2 separate regions of the Canis lupus genome follow, and region 2 is linked to region 1. A link is a contact called in public Hi-C data. All regions are on one chromosome and are shown on one strand. The core of a region is the stretch at or near the end of the contact, and the rest is flanking DNA. Distances in the headings are between cores, read along the strand shown. Region 1 holds the start of CNNM2 (metal transporter CNNM2). Region 2 overlaps CNNM2 (metal transporter CNNM2).

The links. A called contact is a pair of places that touch in the nucleus more often than the background predicts.
Region 2: a contact with region 1 is called in a Hi-C map of blood, with 4 times the contacts expected there. The contact joins the enhancer-like site here to the promoter of CNNM2 in region 1. A contact is called at or near these places in 5 of 9 Hi-C or Micro-C datasets (amygdala, blood and liver).

Annotation. Positions count from the first base shown.
Region 1 is chr28:15,552,479-15,560,042 of UU_Cfam_GSD_1.0, reverse strand. CNNM2 (metal transporter CNNM2) reads right to left here and starts at 3,109. Exons shown (of 7, transcript XM_038578664.1): 1 at 1,283-3,109. The coding sequence starts at 2,903.
Region 2 is chr28:15,695,410-15,702,973 of UU_Cfam_GSD_1.0, reverse strand. It overlaps CNNM2 (metal transporter CNNM2), which reads right to left. Exons shown (of 7, transcript XM_038578664.1): 5 at 5,121-5,214. Among named protein-coding and RNA genes, the nearest start is that of NT5C2, 110 kb to the left of the region's middle. Within about 2 kb of position 4,088, at least 2 of the 20 cell types and tissues checked have an H3K27ac peak or open chromatin away from gene starts, as enhancers often do. A contact at or near this core is called in blood, where this site is marked.

The sequences.
Region 1 (7,564 bases), core at 1,860-4,359:
ACACACAGCCTTTTTCAGTGGAGAGACCACTATGAGTGCTCAAAATTCTATCTGAAGAAGGAAAACTTAGTTTTGAAGACTATCAGGTCATTAAAGGTCACATACATATTTTAATACCTACACTAGCACCACAGCAATTAAACAGCTCGGCCGCCCATGGTTTTCAAATAGCAACACTAACTATTTACTGGAAACTTTTTTTAAAGACAGAATTTCAGTTAATAATAGCATGAGTTGCTATTTGCCTGTTCATTACACGGTAAAACAAACAAAAAATAACCACCATGCGGGGAAAGGTGAGCACATCAGACTCTGCAGGTAGCTTCCCTATTAAAACTCCCCAGAACATTGAGAACTGACTTGAAGACACACTTCAACTTAACATACCAAGCGATCAAGGTCAAGAAGAACACTTATAAACCAGAAAAACTCTAGCGATAAATAAACCACAATAGAGGGCGTCATCCCATTGTTAAATGTTCAAGATTTCTGCCAAAATCACACTTGGTTTGGGAAATTTATTTGTCAAGTAAATATAAACAAATAGTGAAGAAAGCTAGACAAGATAGCCTAATAAAAGGTTAACTCACCTCTAGTCTTTCCAAGTTATATATTAATAACTCTACTTTGAAAAAAAACAAAACAAAACAAAACCCTCTTTTCTAGCTAAGGCAAGTCACACCCAAATGCATAAATCTTTTTGGTGATATTGGCTTAACCCATCCTCTATCCTCAAAAGGCAGAGCCCAATCTGCCCCACAGGTGGCCTGACAACCAGGAACAGAGCTACCGAAAATGCACTTCCAATCTCTGAAATGTCAGTGAATGGTTAAGGAGGAAGAAGAGGATTGTACTGAGTTTAGAGAAACTATCTCAATGTTTTTCCAAACGCCTGAGATTAGTACATGTCAACCAGATGGCACAGCATGGCATTAGCTGGCCCCGACTTGCACCTTACCCACTCAGAACTGGGGCAATGGTATGCAGCAGACCCCTCAGGACCAGAGGGCCAGCAGTATCATGCACAGAAAATAGAAAGCCTGCTTTTTGAAATGCGAAAAAGCGAGTGACGTTAGTCTCGTGCTTTTAGAAAACCTAGAAGCGCCTTCTAGTTCAATCCATCCCCCAAATCCATGCCACCCTTTCAACTTTGCAATTAAGAGACAGGAGAAATTCCGGTCAACTCGCCTTGGGGGGTTGATCTGAGGGTAGAGGGCTCAAGTAGGGAGGAGGATGGAGAGAGAGAGAGAGCAAGCCAATGAAAGATACCAAAATTTCCCACCTTTCTTAAATTCTTCCAGCATAGCGTCCAACTTGGTGTCATTGAAAACAAAGTGCAAGGGGTGGTTATAAAATTTAGTGATGGTTTTCAGGGGAGTACAGTCATCTGGATCCACGAAGGCCAAGTCTTTGACAAAGAGAAGGTCCACGATGTTGGAGCGCTCCCCCTCAAATACCGGAATACGGGTGTAGCCGCTCTCCATGATCTCCGACATGGTGTTGAAGTCCAGAATGGCTTCGCCCGTGATCATGAAGCAGTCCCGGAGCGGAGTCATCACGTCCTCCACTGTCTTGGTGCGGAGCTCCAGCGCTCCTTGGATGATGTTCAGCTCCTCCTTAACGAGGTCGTTGTAGGGGTCGGTGACCCGGAGCATCTCCAGCAGTTTTTCCCGGTTATAGACAGTGCCTATCTCCTGGCCCAGGACGCAGTCCAGCAGCTTGCTCACCGGGTAAGAAGCGGGGAAGGTCATCATCATGAAAAACTTGGTGAGGAAGATGGTGTTGGCCCCGACAGCCAGGCCGTGACGGGAGCAGATGGCCTGGGGCACGATTTCCCCGAAGATGACGATGCCGATGGTGGAGACCACCACCGCCACGAGGCCTGAGCCGGCGATGTCGTCGAGCAGGATGGTGAGCGTGGTGTTGACCAGCACGTTGCCCAGCAGCAGCGAACACAGCAGGTAGTTGCCCTGCCTGCGCACCGGCTCGATGCGTTTGGCGTAATTCTTCTCCTTCTCGGTGCCGCAGTTCTGCACGATGCGCAGCTCCATCGGGTCCAGGGCCATCAGCCCCAGGTTGAGGCCGCTGAACATGCCCGACAGGCACAGGAGCAGCGAAATGAAGATCACCTGCAGCCAGAAGGGCAGCAGGAACTTCTTCTCCTCGCCCACGATCATCTTGGTGTCCTCGCCGTCGTGGTAAATCCAGGTGGTCTCGGCCCACGGGGGCGGCGGGAGCCCGGCCACTCCCGAGCCGCCCTTGCCCCCGACGGCGCCGCCCGCGGACCCCGGGCCGCCGGCGCCCAGGGCGGGCGTGGAGAGCGATGTGCACAGGTAATAGGACTTGCTTTTCTCCATCTTGCGCAGCGGTTTGATCTCGATCTCAATGATGCCCGATGTGCGGCGGTTGAGAATGATGTGGGGCAAGATGATGATATCGGAGGTGCGGATGCCGCAGCGCTGGGGGCCGCTGTCCGGCTCGGGCGGCGCGGGGCCCCCCAGCCCGCGCTCGCCCGGGCTGTGAGGCCGCCGCTCGTGCTCGGTGAAGGCGATGCGGGACCACGTCTCGTTGTTGATGTTCTGCCCGTACACCCGCAGCTTGACCCGGGTCCGCTCGCTCACCCGCAGCGCCCCCCCTTCCATGAAAGACACGTCGTTCGTGTCCTCCAGCCGCAACCCGATGATCACCGTCTCCTCGTTCTCGCCCGCTGCTGCGCAGCCGCCCGCGCCGCAGCAGCAGCTCAGCAGTAGCAGCGGCAGCAGCCGCCCCGCCGCCGCCTGCAGGACCCCCCGGCCGCGGGCGCTGAGGCTGCGGCGCGCCGCCATCTTCCAAGTGGGCAGTGCGGCGGCTGCCTGCCCGCCCGCCATCTTTACTTCGGGTTCACAAGCGCCACAGCCAATCATAGGGTGGCTGCTCCAGCTGCGGCTTCATCCTTCCCACCCGGCGGCGCGAGCGCAGCCACCGGCCCCTGGGCGAGACTGCAGCGGAGCGTCCGCACACACGGTCCGGCGGTCCGGCTCCCTGACTGACACTGACCCGGCCTCTGCCAGCTGAGGAACCTGGAGACTCGCGGGAGGGGGAAAAGGGAGGGTGAAGCGCCAGCCGCTCCCGCGAGAGGCAGGCGGACCAGCCAATCACGCGCGGGTGCCCGCCCTCCCAGCCAGGGGGCTGGAATGGGGGCGTGGTCACGAGCGGAGCCGCGGGCCAATGGCAAGGCAGGTGGGTGGGGCGATGAAAGCCACCGTCCCCCTCGGCACGCCAAGTTTCCTACTGAAAGGCGCGTGACTCTTGTGTATGTGCGAGGGGAGGAGGTGTGGCCAGCTGGGGCCCGAGAGCCACTCACGGACGAGAGCTGTACGAGAGGGGGCGGGGCCTGCAGTCGGGCTACCAATGAGAGGGGGCCGTCTGCGGGCCTGGTGCTCCCCGAGGGGCCTCGGTAGTAGCTCCCCGCGCCTGGGTAGGCAGTGCTGGGCTAATGTCCTGGGGCCCTGGACGGTCGGTTTTCGCGGCACCGCGTTGCCGGCTGCCGCAGTGCTCAATGTTCCTGCGACGGAGGCTGCCCCAGGAACCCGGGAAGCCGACTGGGGAGGGCTCAAGCAGCGCGTTTGCCTGAAAGGCCGGGACACCTGCTGCGCCACCCTCCTCTACCCGTCGGCGCCGCTCCGCCCGGGATTAGCGGCGACTGGGTGGCCCCACACCTAGCGACCTGCCTCTTCTGGAGCTTCTCACTTCTCCCAACGGGATGCTCTCACGCCGCAGCTTGCGGTCGCGTGGCGCCACCTGCCGGTTACGTTGGCACCCTGCAATGCTTTCCAGGTCTGCAAACCCCAAAAGCTTTGCGGGAGAGGTGAGAAGGTTACAGTGAAGCAGTTTCCCCACCTTCCAAGTCAGGAATCCCCTCACTATACCACAAAGCTATAGTCATCAAAACAATACGGTATTGGCATGAAAAAGGCATACGGATCAATGCGATGGAACAGAGAGCCCAGAAGTAGACCCATACATATATGGTTAATTTAGGAAAAGGAGCCAAGAGGAAAGGACAGTCTCTTCAATGAATGGTGTTGGGAAGACTGAACAGTTACATACAAATGAATGAAACTAAATGCCATCTTACACCACGTATAAAAATTGACTCAAAATGAATTAAAGACTTGAATCTAAGATCTGAAACCATGAAATTCTGACAAGAAAAGGTAGCAAGCTCTCTGACATTGGTTTTAGTGATTTTTTTTTAAATTGTGGATCTGACTCCAAAGGCAAGGTAAACAAAAGCGAAAATAAACAAATGAGACTACAACAAACTAAAAACTTGAAGGAAACCAACAAAACAAGAAGACAACTTGTTCAATGGAAGAAAATACTTGCAAATCACATATCTTATAAGGGTTTAGTACCCAAAACATAAAAAGAACTTGCACAACACAGCAACAACAACAAAAAAAGCAATTTAAAAATGGCCAGAAGGGGCAGCCCCAGTAGCTCAGCGGTTTAGCGCCGCCTTCAGCCCAGGGTGTGATCCTGGAAACCAAGGATCGAGTCCCACGTTGGGCTCCCCTGCGTGGAACCTGCTTCTCTCTCTGTCTGTCTCTGCCTCTCTCTGTGTGTGTCTCTCATGAATATATAAATAAAATCGTTTTTAAAAATAAATAAAAATGGCCAGAGGGTCTGAATAAACATTTTTCCCAGATGTTCAACATCACTCATCATCAGAGGAATGCAAATCAAAACCACAATGAAATATCACTTCATACCTGTTACAATGGCTATTACCAAAAAGACAAGAAATAAGTGTTAGGATGTGGAGGAAAGAACCTTCCACACTGTTAGTGGCAATCAACTTAGTGCAAACGCTGTGGAAAATAGTGTGAAGATTCCTCAAAAAATTTAAAAAAAAAATTAAAAATCGAATTACCATGTGACCCAACTATTCCACTTCTGGATACTTAGCCAAAGAATATAAAGACACTAATTTGAAAAGATATAAGCATCCTTGCATTCATAAAAGCATTACTTACAATAGCCAAGTATGGAAATACAGTGGAACAGAACTGTCATAAAAGAAGAAAGAAGGAAATCTTGCTGTATGCGACAAGATAGACAGATGTTGAGGGTATTATACTAAGTGAACTAAGTCACAGGACAAAGAAAAATACAGTATGACTTCACTTATATATGGAATCTAAACAAAATGAACAAACAAAACAAAAACTCATACATACAGAAAATAAACTGATGGTTACCAGAGGCAGAAGAGGTTAGGGTTGAGCAAAATGGGTGAAAGTGCTCAATTGTATGGTGCTGATGGTAATTAGATTTACGGTGATGATCATTTTGTACATGATACACATAACATTATACACCTGAGACTTACAGAGCAATTTTACCCCAATAATTAGAAAAGAAGGGGCATCTGGGTAGCCCAGTCAGTTAAGCGTCCAGCTCTTGGTTTCGGCTCAGATCATAGTCTCAGGGGCGTGAGATGGAGCCCTGACTTGGGCTCCGAGCTGTGCATGGAGCCTACTTGAGATATTCTCTTTCTCTCTTTCTCTCTCTCTCCCTCCCTCTCTCTCTCTCTCTCTCCCTCTGTCCTTCCCCCATCTCACTGGCACCCTCACTCTCTCTAAAACAGAATGATGAATAAATAAAATAATTTAAAAAGAAGACTTCTCAGGACACCTGGGTGGCTCAGTGGTTGAGCATCTCCCTTTGGTTCAGGTCGTGATCCTGAGGTCCTGGGATCAAGTCCCATATTAGGCTCCCTATGGGAGCCTACTAATAAGTCCCTTATTCCTCTGCCTGTGTCTGCCTCTCTCTGTGTGTTTCTCATGAATAAATAAATAAATATTTTTTTAAAAGACTTCTCTCATATTCTCTCTGAAAGTATATATCACTGGGCCCCATTCCATACTTACTTACTGAAGAGGTAGGACCTAGGAATCCGAATTTCTAATAGACAACCAGGCAAGTTTGGGAAATGGAAGGGGGTAGACATCCTAAGAGATCCATAAAGTCCGCTTCTTCTTTTTAAAAGATTTTATTTATTTGTTAGAGAAAGAGCACAGGGGAGAAGCAGAGGAAGGGGGACAAGCAGACTCTGGGCTGAACGTGGAGACACATACTGGGCTCCATCTATGCCTCCAAGATCACAACCTGAGTTGAAATCAAGCTTTGGATGTTCAACTGACTGAGCCACTCAAGTGCCCAAGGCTTTTTAATCACACTGACCAAACCCTAGTAGGTCCATGGATTGCTCAGGAGAAAAAAAAATCCTGAGGGCACTTGGCTGGCTCTTGTGAGTTTAAGGCCCATGTTGGGCATAGAAATTACTTAATAAAAAATTAAAAAGAAAACTTAAAATTCAGGAGAAAAAAAAGTTCTGAAGACCTAACTCCCTAGGACTCCCAAGCTACTGTGTCTGGAGGAGGCACTGTAGCAAAGTAACTGCCAAATTGGTCTTTTTCTTGCAACTTAAATATCCAAAATATAATTGCTATTTTCTTTTTTGTATTCTGCAAGCAGATTTTCTTCCCTTTTAGTAAACCAGTCAGACGTTTCTGGTTAATTTCTGGTAGAGGTGATAGCAATAGCCTCCTCATGGCTCCTAACTCTTCCACACTTGCCCCTTTCCCTTCTCAGCCCAGCAGCCAGAGAAGTCTTTTAAAGTCAAATCCTGTTGCTCCTTTGTTTGAAGTCGTCATCTGGTTTCCCATTTCATCACAGTAAAAGCCACAATACCTACAATACCCCACAAAGCTCGAGAGGGTGTGTCTTGCCTCCCCTGATTTCTCTGACTTGTTCACCTGCTGCTCCAGCCAGTTACTCATTCACTCCCTAGGGATGCTCCCCTTAGAGCCTGTGCATTTGCTATTTGTTTCCTGTCCCTGGGAGTCTCTTCCCCCAGATGTCAGGGTAGCTCTTCAGTCTCCCTCCAAGACTGCCCAAAGGCCATCTCTCTCTTTTTTTTTAAGGCCATCTTTTAAAGATTTATTTATTTATTTGAGAGACAGAGTGAGCACATGAGTGGAAGGGGCAGAGGGAGAGGGAGAGAGAATCTGAGGCAGAGTCCTCACTGAGCAAAGAGCCCATCATGGGGCTTGCCTTCGGGCTCGATCCCATGACCCTGAGATCACCACCTGAGCCAAAACCAAGAGTTAGATGCTCAACCGACTGCACCACCCATGCACCCTGAAAGCCGCCGTTTTTAAAACTCACAAACACACCCTACACTCCATCTCTGCTTTATTTTCCTTAATTTTGTTTATTTGTCTCCTTCCACTAGAGCTTGAGCTCCATGAGGACAAGGATTTTTTCTGTTTTGTTCTCTCCCGTGTCACCAGGGCCTAGAACCACAGTAGATGTTGAAAATAAGAGGTGCCTGGGTGACTCAGTGGTTGAGCGTCTGCCTTCAGCTCAGGTCATGATCCCAAAGTCCTGGGATCAAGTCCTGCATCAGGGAGTCTGCTTCTCCCTCTGCCTATGTCTCTGCCTCTCTCTGTGTGTCTCTCATGAATAAATAAATAAATAAAATCTTAAAAAGAAAAAAATATGTGTAGAATGTTTC
Region 2 (7,564 bases), core at 2,839-5,338, 140 kb before region 1:
TTTACTCTTGGGTGTGATGATTTAAAGGTTAAGAAGGGGCACCTGGGTGACTCAGTGGTTGAGCATCTGCCTTTGGGTCAGGTCGTGATCCCAGGGTCCCAAGATTGAGTCCCGCAACAGGCTCCCTGTAGGGAGCCTGCTTCTCGCTCTCCCTGTCTCTGCTTCCCTCTCTGTATCTCTCATGAATAAATAAAATCTTAAAAAAAATTAAGGATAAGAAACCGAGACATGCAGAGGGCACTGTGCTTACTGATCAAACTGGGTGCATCAGCAGTTAGAGGTCAGAGGCCTTCCTTCTGAGTCTTCTGTTCTTTCCTCCTGGGGAGGATTCCAGGGCAATCTCTCGGCTTTCCCCAGGGTATCTAGACTCCTAGTCAGCTTTCTCTCAACCCACTGCCCTCGGTTCTTGTGAGATGAGCCCTCGCTTTCATCAGGAACCCACTGCCTGGCGTCCCAGTCCCAGTCTGAAGCAGACCCTGTTTCCCGGGACCCCTTCTGTCGCAGTGTGACAGGGACCCAGTGCAACCAGTCGTTCATCAACACGCAGTGAGAAAGAGGAGTATTCAGACCCAGGGGAATAAAGACTTTAAGTGGCCAGCCCCCAGCTCAGGTCATATTCTGTTGCCAAATTTATGTGCCAAATTTTTATAATTATGATAAAATCTTTCCATTTTTAACTCCTCTTATGCCTTCTCAGCATTGTTTTTTCTGCTTTTTAGTCATTTCGCCTAGGAATTCTTTCTTTTTATGAGTAAGCCAGAGGATCCTATACAGAAACATTACCAGCCTCCTCCCTTGGAACCACAAAGCATCTTTTGGAATAGGCTGGAAATCACTGGTTTAGCTCAACCTCCACTTATTTGGTATCATATTATTGTAATGCTAGGATCCTGAAGGCCTGGGTCCACAAAATGAAATTTTTTTTTTTTTTAAATTACAGGATCAGATAGAGTAGACACAGCTAAGAAATCTCTTAAGTTTTGCAGGGAAAAGTGAAATACAAATAACATTTCATGAGTTTCATCCAAAAGTCACTTTACCTCAGCATCTGTGACATTTTGAACAGGTAGCAGATGCCAGCAAACAAAATGGGGAGAAAAAACACAAACATACATACATATCCACAAATACATATTTCTGTGCATATGTATGTGTGTATGTGTGTGCACATGTATCTCCTGCCAGCTGGTTTGAATCAAAACAGTCCTACAAATAATACCTTATCCCCAAACACCTCAAGCTTTTTCAGAGCAAAAACTTGAGGGAACGTTAGCTTCTTTTTAGGACATGTATTGTTTCTTTTACTAAATATCAGCGTTTGAGAGTTTTTGCTGAAACTGGATTATGAAAATGCCAATTTCATCAGATTTTAAGATATAAGCTGTGTGGAACAAAATAAATACAGAAAAATTGTATTACCAAAAGCTCAGCAATTTTAATTAAAGAAAGATTAAACTTTTGCCTTTCTTTTTTGCTGCTGGATGTATTAGCCAGGCATGACCAAACTCTCCTGCAGGGCAGCGACCAGCAGCTGGTGAGGAATGTGCACGGCACTAATTCAAAAACAAAGAGAGGGCCACCTGCCTGTCAGAGGGCGGAGATGCATGGGCCCCATTCACGTGGAGGCTGGAAAAAATGAACAGAACCAAGAATGCCCAGGTCTCTGCAGACAGGGCTTCTGTTCACCGAGAAAACTTCACAGTCCTTGAGGCTTTGGGGTGCATATGTCCCATAGAAGCATCCTCAGGTTTTAAGGTGCTTGGGGCCCCAAAGAACCAAAAGCAGCCCCCTTGGGCTGCCCTGAAAACCCAAGGTCAGCAATGTGGGCGGGAGTGGGGGGTGCAGGGGGCAGGCAGGGAGCAATGATGCTCCAGGTCAGAATCACCCTCACTCTGTGAGGGTCAGCATTGCTCACGCCACGGGTCCCCTGTCAGTGTCCTGAATCCTTCCCACAGCTGCTGTGGGCTTGTATTTCCCGGGACAGCTCACTCCTGAGTCAGCAAACGTGGAGTTTGAGAACTCAAAGAGAAACTGCAAACAGCCTTGACCAAATCAAGGGAACAGATCTGGCCAGCCAGGCTTTTGTGGGGGGTCAAGGGAGGCAACCGGAAGAAGTATGAAAAGGAAACATGCAGAGTTACCTGGAGAACCTGCTGCTAACAACTCTGTTCTGCTGACAACAAAGGTACGAGACAGGGACAAAGGAACTGGAAAATGGAGAAAAACAGGGTGAGACCATATCACTAGGCAAGAAAGGAGATCTCTGCACTCAGGGCACAGGAGCAGACACCTGTTCTACTAACATGAGCGTTCACTTCCAGAAATACAAAGCCTATACGATATTAGGGAAATTAAAAAGGCATACACGCTGCTTTCCAGGAAGTGGAATACAGGGAGCCTGGAATCAGAAGAAATCCTATTCAAATGCTTCTCTACTAACCTAGAAATCTCTTAAGCCATTAATGCCCTATCGGGGGTTTATAGCTCAAAATGTGCTCTTCTTAAGGATTTAAATCACAATGAGCCCCACGAAAGGCGGGGGAGCTCCATTAATCACCTGCCCCAAGAGCATGACCCAAGCCGCCTGCGCCAGCAAAGCCTACAGCATCCCTACCTATGGCAAGCAGTAAGTTATTCGATTCACTGACATCTTTTGTGTCATGATAATTTTGACCTGATATTTTGAATTGTTTTGGAATACTCTGAACGTTCAAAGTATCAGAGGAAAGTAAATCAAGAGTGTTATACACAGGTCTGCTGGGAATTGGCAGACCAAAGTCATCCTCATCACTGCTTCCTCAGAGAGCCACAGGTCCATTTGATTGAAAAGTCCAATCAGCACTGCCCTACCTGGCAGGAGTCCTATTTCCTGGGCAGGGTTTTTTGTTTCTGTTTTTAAATTGCAGTATAATTGACATACAACTGGGCGGGCCTTGAAACTGATTACTGTAAGATTTTTCTAGGCAATCAACATCAATAAATAGAAATATTATCTTGAGATTATAGCACTAATTGTATCTCTCAGTGAATATACAAAATCCCAAATCTTATTTGTGAAGTCATATACTGGGCTTTTGTATTAAGATGCTATTAACGAGATCCCCTTCCTTCCTGGCATTTCCCAACGAGGCCAGTCTGCTGCAGCCCCACAGGCTTGCTGTATGAGAGACCTGCCTCTCAACATTTCTGAATGGCATTTGCCAGTATGTGAATCCACAGTTCAGTATAAATTGGGCCAATGTTTAGGTTTCAAGAAACAGTGATTAATAAGATGGTACCCTTACACTTCTTTCTTTTCAAAGCCACATTCTAAATCTGACTCTGCTAACCCAGGGCTAATTTGAAGTTGGCTGCCAAACAACAGTTACAAGCTCAACACCCAACTCTGACACCGACATTTCCTCTGTGCTTTCAAACTTAAAAAGCACTCACATTGTATTCTTCTAACAATCACACCAGGTAGCCTTATGGTATCCTGTTAATAAGGAGGAAGCTAAGGACCTTTCTCAGAGGCAGCCAACCATATACAGTGGTCCTCCCAGACTAGTTAGGAACCTCCCTGCCTCCTCACTAGCAGTGAGAACAGAAGATCACCTTCAAGTTTACAGCAGACATGATTAAGTGGGGTTAGATAGGCCCATGTTCACACTGGTGTTAGTCAGCAGTTGACAGTGGGGAGGCTGGCCGATGTGGCCAAGCACCCTAGGGTGGGATAGTGAGAAGATGCGTCTGGGGCAGGGGAGGCTGAGGGACATGAGAGAATCCTGAACACTTCCTTGGCTTTTTAACTGTAATGTAATATTCCTGGATGCCTGGGACACTGTGTGGCCTGGTGGATACTGAGGTCACAAAAAGAGATCTGTCTGGAGGTATCCCCTCCCCTTTGGAGACTGGTTTCCAGAAGTGGCCTAGGTTGTTTTAGGATGGGTTATTTCTAAGTTTGGGTTTTGTTTTTTTTTTTTAAGTTTGGGGTTTGTAAGTTTCCTAGCATAGCATGTCATTTGGCACTGTGGCCACAAGGTGGCACTCCAGCACCTCTGTTTACCTGTCCACACTGGTCCAGCCAGGGTAAGGCAGCAAGCACATGCACACCGCAAAGCAAGCAATGCCCCAAGCCAGAGGTATTTGTGCTCCCTATTCCTACTAGGGCAGATACCAGTTGCTGGCATCTTGTGCTCAGAACACTTAGTTGACACCCTGTGGCATACCCATCATTAGCCGGCTGACTCAACTGACCAGCTGTCTAGACAAGAGCCAGCTCTAGTCAATAAATACACATTTACAGCCTCATTCATCCGCAGGAAAATGCAAACTTTAAAATCTCCAGAACAGTTAACATTTTAAAGGTTCAATAACATTTAGCAGTGCAAGTAGAGCAACTGGAACCCCTGTCAGCAGACGCAGGCTAGCAGTGTGGACTGCTACGTACTGTGGCAAACTGCAGGGCAGGAGCTACTAAAGCTGCAGGTGCCATGTGGGAGCCCACAATTCCACTCCTACACATATGCCCAAAAGAAACGCACACACACTCACCAGAACACATGCACGAATGTGCACGGCCACCCAATTCATGGTAGCTCCAAACAGGAAACTACCCCCATGTCCATCAGCAATGAAAAAATACACTTCACATGATGTGACACTGCACAGCAATGAGAAGAAATAAGGTATAAAGCACACACAGCAATAATGATGAATGTGACAAGGACAACACTGGGTGAAAGAAGCCAGGCTTGATGTAATACGTCCTGTAGAAGTTCATTTACACCAAGTTCAAAAACAGGCAAAACCAGTCTACTAGCTTAGAAGTCAAGGCAGTGGTGTGGGGAACAGTTCCTAATACAGTGTGGTGGTGGGGAGGGTGGTTTGTGGGGTTGGTGATGTTTGTTTCTTGAACTGGGTGCTGCTCTACACGGAGTGTTGGCTGTGTGAAAATTCATGGGGGCAGAGACTTATGATTGGGCGGGGCAAGGGGGCATCTGGTATATGCGATATGTTTCAACAAAAAGCTCAAGAAGTTGATAAATAGGGCTAGCCGGCAGGTACAGAAAGGGGACAGGAGAAGAGTATTCTATCTTAAAGCACAACCCCGCCCCAAGGGGCTGAAAAGGAGAGCTCACCTGGAGAGGCTGTGAGGGCCATCACACCATAGTAGGAGAAAGCACTGGCTTCGAATTTCATACCTTCTTTCCCAGCTTCTACTTCCACTTTCCCCTGTGAGAAGAAAAGGGGAGTGTTTTCAGTCCATTTCCAGGAATCTCTCTGCAAATTCAATGCAAGATTTGTCCTTCCTCAGATTTTTGTCTAGAATTCCTTTCCCAACCAGCTCTGGGAAGTAAAGCCTCAAATGCTCTTTCCCACTTAGAAAAGAGGGTCAATTCATCTTAAACAGGACATTTGGATTTGGCTGGAAATGCAGAGAGAACAGTGAGGGTGTGAGGTTTCATTTCTGTGAATCCACTTAGTATTTTCCCAGCATCCCTAGTTCATGCATGGATCCTTTAGGAGCTCTCCAGTAATAAAAACATGGTGCTCTCTCCCCATCAATTGGGACAAACACTGGGAAAGACGGGGTCTTTCAGGAGCTCAGAGCTGGAGCAGCATTGGGTCTGGGTTAACACTGTCTGTGGCCATGGGCTCCAGGGATGGAGCTCACTCTGGTCTCACAAACACAGTGTGGGGTGTCTGCAGGCAGGACCTTTATGGCCCAGACCCCTGTGGGCACCACCCCACCTCTCAACTTCCTCCTCACAGTCTTGGGAAAGCACCATAGCAAGCCTTCTTCCATCAGGATAAAACCTCTCCCTGAAGTCTTCCCTTGCCTTCTCTTTCTCTAAGTTGTCTAAAGCCTCACTCATTGGTTCCTCCAGGGCAGACTGCAGACGCCTGACTCATCCTGTTAGCCTTCGGGTCCACTATGACCCCCGCATGGTGGGTGCCCAACATGCATTTCCCAAGCCACTGGAACATCCTAGTAAGTGAGCTCCACGTCGGGATTTCCAAGCCAAGGGCCAGAATGGCCTTGTTCACCGTACCTATAGCTGCCCCTCCGGTGACAGGCAACCTTTATGGTATTCCTTTATGATGGGTAAATAAAAATAATGGTACCATTTATTGAAGAGGAACTAGGCTAACAGGTCAGGGCTTTATTAATTCACTTAGATGCTCATAACTCATGAAACAGACACAATCACCCTCCCTTACACATCAGGAGAGGGGCTCAGAAGGATTACATGAGAGAACAAGCCCTTGACCAACATGTTTGCCATGGTGCCCACTAACGCAAACTATTATTTTGATCATTCCCTATTATTATATACTAAATTCCCAGTTATGGGAGACTCTCCTCAAAGCACTTCTTCAGAAAACGCTCTACTGTCTCTCTTTTAGGTTTTCCTTCATTCAAAATACTAGTTATATCACTCCCGGCCAACTCTCTCACTGTAGGAAGGGAACTGACAACTCCACCCATAATGTAAAATCATCCTGCAAGCAAAGGGGTGCCGGAAACCCTGACCATGTGGGGCCCGGGGCAAAGATGGTCCTGGCCACCCACAAGTTTGAGGGAAGCACAAGCACAAGACAGAGGGAAGCAGGGGAAGGATCAGTGGGACATGGTGGTCAACAACAACAAAAAACCCTGTGGGGAAAAAGATCACAAGAATGTAGGAAATTCAGAGAAAAAGATTACTCCCTGTTCTTATACACATTTTGTACAGGAAGGAAAATGCAAGGAGTAAGAGTTGAGGCGAGAGAAGGGAGGGCAGGGGAGAAGTGGGGAGACAGCGGGGCCGCCAGGCTCCGTGGGTTTGCACAGGAAGCCGCAGGATGGGGCTGGAGCAGCGTGGAGAGCAGGGCAGGCCGAGGAGCTCCCTATGTGGTGGGCCAGCGAGGCAGGAAAAGGGAGTCTGGGCTCATGCTGGGCTGGGAGCCATGCAGCTGCGAGATGGCTAGGAGAGAAGCTACAAGAAGGGATCCACAGTTTGGTGAAAGCAGGAGGAGAACAAAGTGTAAGGAAGAGAGGAGGAGTCACTAATTATGACAGATGTTTGCTCTAAGGGACCCAAAGACAGGCACCATGAAGATGGAGAGAAACTTCAGGAAGGCACTGCATTGGTGCTGGGACTGGGGGCAAAAGGGGACAGAAGGAGGCCTTGGGGGAAGAGTCTATCAAGAAAGGCTAAAGTGGAAGAATGAAGGTTAAGAGGAAGGTCAGGATGGAGATGGAGACGAGGGAGGGGAGGAAGGGAGAGGGAGGAGGGAAGGAGAGGGAGAGTGAGGAGCAGAAAGAGAGAAGAGGTGGTCACTAAGTGAGCCAAAGCAGAAGGCTGGGCAGCAAAGAAGAGGCAAAGTGACCGGCCTCAGAGGCAGGGTCCCTTAAGAGGAGGGGAAGAAGAGGACGGGGAGGGACAATCCTCAGAGCCGGTGAGCAATAACACTGGACGCGCCGGGGGTACAGATCTTCGCAATTACTTATCTACTTCTTGCTGCGCTAACCCCTGATCTCGTATCAGATAGTTCATATATACACATGAGGCTGTCTCTGTAGTCGGAAGCTCAACAG